Linked DNA regions of Zea mays: region 1 is linked to region 2. Evidence: chromatin contacts called from public Hi-C data. All regions are on one chromosome and are shown on one strand. Each heading gives the region's core, a stretch centred on a gene start, on an enhancer-like site or on the middle of the called end of the contact. The rest is flanking DNA. Distances are from core to core; before and after follow the strand shown. Region 1 holds the start of LOC103655902. Region 2 has its middle 53 kb from the start of LOC100275087.

What was found. A called contact is a pair of places that touch in the nucleus more often than the background predicts.
Region 1: a contact with region 2 is called in a Hi-C map of leaf, with 5 times the contacts expected there. The contact joins the promoter of LOC103655902 here to the enhancer-like site in region 2. A contact is called at or near these places in 2 of 25 Hi-C or Micro-C datasets (leaf and tassel).

Annotation. Positions count from the first base shown.
Region 1 is chr4:216,929,216-216,932,302 of Zm-B73-REFERENCE-NAM-5.0, reverse strand. LOC103655902 reads right to left here and starts at 1,375. Exons shown (of 2, transcript XM_020552321.2): 1 at 1,290-1,375; 2 at 1-584. The coding sequence starts at 1,375. It overlaps LOC100274044, which reads left to right and starts at 1,359. Exons shown (of 8, transcript NM_001148425.2): 1 at 1,359-1,601; 2 at 1,750-1,871; 3 at 3,051-3,087. The coding sequence starts at 1,541.
Region 2 is chr4:216,634,476-216,637,494 of Zm-B73-REFERENCE-NAM-5.0, reverse strand. No RefSeq gene overlaps it. Among protein-coding and RNA genes, the nearest start is that of LOC100275087, 53 kb to the right of the region's middle. Within about 2 kb of position 1,359, at least 17 of the 20 cell types and tissues checked have an H3K27ac peak or open chromatin away from gene starts, as enhancers often do. A contact at or near this core is called in leaf and tassel, where this site is marked.

The DNA of each region.
Region 1 (3,087 bases), core at 126-2,625, 290 kb before region 2:
CATCAGGATCACACCCAATAGTTCTGAAATGCTCCTCCTCCTCCTCCTCAAGTATTGGTGGCCCTCCAATTGTTTCCCCATATTCAGGTACTTCTGCCCATGTAAATCCTCTATCATGTACCTCCAAATTATGGTCCATTGCAATAGGCATCGCCTCCTCTTCCATGTTCACTATAGTAAGCATCTCCTCCTCTCCTATATTTACTGCAGTAGGCATCTCCTCGTCTCCTATATTCACTGCAGCAGCAGCCATCTCCTCCTCTCTTACATTTTGCTCACGGCTACCGACTACCATGAACAACTTCACTACTCTGGATGTCCTTAACAAGTCAAGTAGTTGTGCATCTGAAGCCAACTTGCATGTCAGACTACCCTCTCCTGTTAGAACCCAGAAATTTGCCTGCTGTTCACTGGCCCATTTAAATTCTGAAGCAATATCTTTCTCTAGATCAATGATAGAATATGTTTCTGAATCAACAACATAGCTTACTGGCCTACCCCGGTTATACTCCTTTCTACCATCTCGTACACTGAAGTAAGAATTGACAGTGACCTCAACTCTACATGCACTAGTCGGATCAATCCTGCAATAGCAATGGCAAACACATAGAAGGGAGAACAAATGTAAGTAGCAACTGATGACAATTCCAGTCCTAAATGAATCAATTTATTCTGTACAAATTTATTCCCCCTCACAAACAGTAACTTTTGTACAATTTACAAGAAATTGCAAAGATTCAACAAAGAGGAAAAGGATATTATCCTTCAGGAACCTCAGAAGTATCCATGCGCCTCAATTTCAGATCGATTCCTGAGCACTACAAGAGAGAAGAAAATCCTAGGATTTAGAACTCCCAAAGCAAGGAAGGAAGATGAGGGAGAACGGGAGAAAGGTGCATACTGCGTGGGGTGGAGGACGCCGCTGCAGCAAAAACTTGGGTGGCCGCGGGCGAGCGCGCCGCCTGGAAGGCCGCGAGCAGCTCGTCGCCTATCGGGCCTCTGCTCCTTTCTCGCCTCACGCGAGGGAGTCGTATTCTGGCCTGGGGCCAAGGAACGGAGGGGAAAAACTAAAGCCAGGGGTAAAATTGGTATACTCTAATTGTTGATCGTTCCAAATAAAAAAAAACCCATTGATCCGATTGACGGAAGGGAACGGAATGCTATAAATCTCTAACGTGCAATCTTTCCATGGTAAATATCTAAGTGTGAATCTTTTGCTGGTAAATTTCTATACATGTGATCTTTTAATGGTATGTATCAAATTTTGCCTTAAACATATAAAAGGGTACGTGAGAACTGAGGCAAAGATGTAAGCCCGGTTGACACTCCCCATCAGAGAGCCCTCTTGACGCCAGCCCACTCCCAGCTCAACCATTTCCAGCCTCAATTAGCCGAGGCCCGGCCCATTCCTTGCCCACGTCATCTTTCTGTCTCTCCCTCTCATCGCCGCGTCACGCACAGCCGCCGCCGTCGTGCGCGTGTGCCGGAACGGCCGCGTGGATCCTCCGCCCCGTCCCAGCGGCGACTTGTCCGTGCGAAGATGCTGGGGTTCTCGACCGGACAGCTGCTGGTCGTCCTCGGGGCCTGCTCCGTCATGATGAGTGAGTAATCAAACTCCGCGCGCTATTTCCGCTTCGGCCATTCGGCGGCGGCTGTCGATGGCGGCGACTGACGGGAAGGCGATGGCGGGATCGGCACGTTTTGGAACTGATGTTTCGGTCTGACCCCGATTCCCTCGCTTTTGTTCAGAGCCCAGTGATATGGTGAAGATTGCGAGGACGGCCGGGCGGATGACTGGAAGAGCGGTTGGGCGGCTCATAGTGGCTCGCCGGCAGCTGGACGAGATTCTGGGCCAGTCTGCAGCCACCCAGGTATATTCTGAGTACACCCTTTTCTCGCCATGATCCTGTGAAAATGCTGTGAGTTGTATGTGTTGCGGTGATGGTGAATTTCACATAGGTTAATTGGCCTTATGGGGATGGCATTGACTAATATCTGAGCAGACCCTGTGTGCAAGCGTGCAATCACGTCTTCTAGTCCCTATAGGGATAGTAATGTTTTTTCTTTTTTCACTCGTCAATCTGCTGAATTTTAAACAGCATTTGCGCATTAATGTTTTAGCGTCCAGTTTTCTGATTGGGTTCATATAGTTTCATCTGTACATAGATTTCAGTAGTTCTGAAAGCAAAGGAAATTCAACATTAGCCAATAGCCACCAATACAGCCTAGGATAATCAGTCACGGTATAGTTTCTAGTTATTTTGATGAATAATATTCATTGTTGCTGCACATGTTGTTAGTGGACTGATTCCTCCTCTGTAATTGCGATCAGTATTTCAATTGATGGATTGATTGTGGCATTGTTATTAAAACGTCGCTTAAACGTCGTTTAAGCGTCGTTTAAACGACAAAACGTGATTAAAAGTTGAAACGTCCGAACGTTTTACCAAAATGGAGTAGAACGTCCGTTTCACGCATTTAAACGACGCTTAAACGTCCTCTGTGCGTTTTAAGACGTTTTACTTGCGTTTAGGACGTTCTACTCGTTGTGGGCTTTTCCTTTCCTGGGCCAAAAGATGGAAAAACCCTAAGTTCCTAACGCCTAAGCCTTCCAGTCGGTCCATCCCCAGCAGCCAGCTCCTATGTTTTAGGCTCTATTTTGATTTTGCTCACAGTCACTGAGTCACACTGAATCATTCTTTTAGGTCTTGATATTGATGAGTTGGATGATGGTTACTGATCATAGATACAAGTTATAGCTTGTGTGGTTGAACTTGTGTTGAACGTGATCTGTTTCCTTTTATGCTATTTGGTTTGTGAACTCAAGTACTCAACTTATCTATGAACTTATTCTATATTTGAAGTTCTATGTCAAGTCTGAAAAGACGTTTCAACGTTTAAATGTTAAAAAGGTGATTCATAACGTTTTAACGTTTTACCGCTTTAATAACCATGGATTGTGGATCCTTGCACTGTTTCTGAAATATGGATATTCAATATAAGTGTGTTAAACCCATGTGGTAGAATCATATTTCTCCTCTTGTATCCAGGTTCATAAGGAGCTTAAAGACGCTATGACACAATTAG
Region 2 (3,019 bases), core at 110-2,609:
AGTCGTGTTACCCATCTGCCACAGGGTCATGAATCCCATACACCTCTACAGAGGAGGCGAGGCAGGGTAGCACTACGATGCCTTTCCAAAGTTCCACTAGTTCGAGAAAACCCGCTACAGATTCAGAAAGAAGGAAGCATAGGAATCCCTCGTCCGAAAAGCTTTACAGACAGTTCGACCCAAGGACCTCCCTATACTCTACAATGACGCCTCCCCGCTTGCCCCTTTCGAGTAAGATAATCTCTCCCTAGCTTTCCTAATTACTTGGCCAAGGGCGTCCCATTCCATCCTTCTCGTAGCAATGTTATCTCAAGTTAAGCTCCATGTTCCAATTAACACAATAATCTTATCATGAACAATAATTAAACCAATAATATTAATGGAACATGATCATAATTCAGATATAACATTAATCCCAAAACCAGGTAGAGCAATAGCAAGTCTATCCAATAGTTCATTTGTCTTGCAAGGTGTGGGGTAAACAAAACTAGGATAACCTATTAGGTCCCATCAAATTAACCTGAGCATGTCACAGTGATTAACAGGAACATTATTAGGTAAAGAAGAGTGATCAAGAGCAAAACTTGCCTGTGACTTGAGATTCCAGGTACTTCACCAAATTGGTCTTCAGATTTCTCGTGACCTCGCTGCTACTCGTAGCAATATATACAAATAGACAAGGAGCACATAAAAATAATATTACACCAAACATGGGAACAACTGCATAGGAGTATTCTATGCATCTCTGCGAGATCGTAGGTTCGAGAACCACTAAATCGGAGTTACTGTTAGTAAGATATGGTGATCAAAAGATTTTTGTGATCAAATAATAAAAACTAAATTCTATGTTGATTAATGTGAATCATATAAGAGCAAATATTAAAGATATAACTAATTCAACTTTACTCTAAGTTATAACTTGCTTAGAGATCCTATTTTAGTCAAATTATAGTTATAGATAGATTAATATTGTCCGGAAGAGTTAATCTAATAAACAACAATTATCCAATTATATAATTAAGCAATATGATAAAAATAATGATGTTACCGCGTTCATAATGTTATTACGAAGCTAACGTGACTTGAATAGATCAAATCGGAGTTAGAATGAAGAAATTATGAATTATTTAAGTTTTTGTGCATTTTCATATTAATTTTCTGCTTAAAATACATTCCCGGGTCGGTTTTGTAAAAACCCAGGGACCCGAAAGTAATACCCTCCCGCAGTAGATTGACGGTGGGTTGGTTATCAACTTTTTTGGGGTCTTTTAACAAAAGGGCACGTCAAAGGGGTATCAGTCCATCTGAGTCGTTGGATCGACTATCTACGGTGGGGATTAGGTCGGCCATTGAATCCAATGTTACGCTACCTAAGCCATTGATCACAAGATCGACGGCCATGACTTATCCTGAACTGATACACGTTCGAGGCCGCAAGGTCCAAATCCGACGGCGCTGATTTAAATAGATTGAAGAAGTATCTAGTCATCTAATAAGGACGACCTGATCTCTATATAACAGTCTACATATTCCTATCTCATACACTATCCTCAATTTAATCTCCACCGCTAAACCCCGGATTGACGACAACATTGACGTCTTCTCCACCACGGTGGCCGGGCGGAGCCTGTGTACCCAGTGTGGAGGTAAGTTCACTGGAGCGACACCGCGCAACCAACCGGTGACCAGGGCCTATATGTGAACCGATCTACACGCTGTGAGGATAAAAGCGAAGCAAGGGGGAGCGTCCTTATCGGTATCCATGCGGTGGCGAGGACTGGACACGGTGCAATGGCCCGATGGCGGCACACTCAATGCAGGCGAGGAATTGCGCCGACTCTGAGGGTCTCTGCAGTTCACCGAGCCCCCCAAAAGTTGTGACACAGACCAACCACCCGTCTAAGCCACCTACTAGGCCCAATCGACGGCGATTCATGAGTTCGATGGAGGGGTCCGTGGTGGCCGATGGAATTGGATTTCCTCACACGGCGATCTAGTAACACTGGGAAGATGTGGTTCCGGGCACCAGGTTTATAGGCTCCTGCAAGGTCGGTTCTCCTAGCTAGCATAACTGCGTTCTCCAGATTTCTCATTTTTTGTTGCGCGATGGCGGACTTCGTTCCTAGACATGTAGCGTGGGTAGGGATGGATCTGGATATTTATTCGGATGTCAAATTTTCGGTCTTATTTCTTCGATTGTGAACAAATAACATAGAGAATTTGCTATGTAAATTTATATTCTTGTTTTTAGCATTGAGACTATTAATCTTCATAAAAAACTAACATTAAATTCATTATATATCTTTTTAAATAATTGATATAAAATTCGGATGTCTATTCGAATACAGATTCAGATGTTTTGTCACCTTTTTTTATTGTAGGGAGAAAATAATGTACATAAAAAATTATATAAAAATTTATTTAAATACTTCGTAATCTTCTTAATAACATTGCCAAAAAATAGCTTTAAATTCTATGTATATCTATGCTAAAATATTAGATTTGTGATACAAGTCGGATGTTTTAGAAACATCCCTAAGCGTGGGGAGGTAAGTCTGACTCCAAGTCCCCACGCGTAAGAGAAAGCACTGACATGCAGGTCCCGCCCGACAGAGGCGCCACACGAGTGGGCAGGTCGATGGTAAACGAGAGTGGACCGAATCCGAGCCCATTGGGCTGGGCCAGAACTGCCCAAGGACCAGGCGATAGGAGTAGTAATGGGTTGGCAACAAGGAATTTAGCCCAGCACTAGTGAGTTCTTCTTTTCCTTTTTCATTCATTTTCCATTTCCCAAGTTCAATTTGGATTCGAATTCAAACAAGGTTCTAATTCAAAACCATCATAGGTGCAAATCATTATTTTAGGGATGTAGTTTAATCATATAGTTTATTATATATTAGCATTCACTACTTACTTGGTTTGGAAAGAAAGTAACATATAGTCTTTCATCACAAACCACCTGAATTCAAATATATTTTAAAGAGTATTTCTAATACAAGTTAAATGCACAGTCAAAACC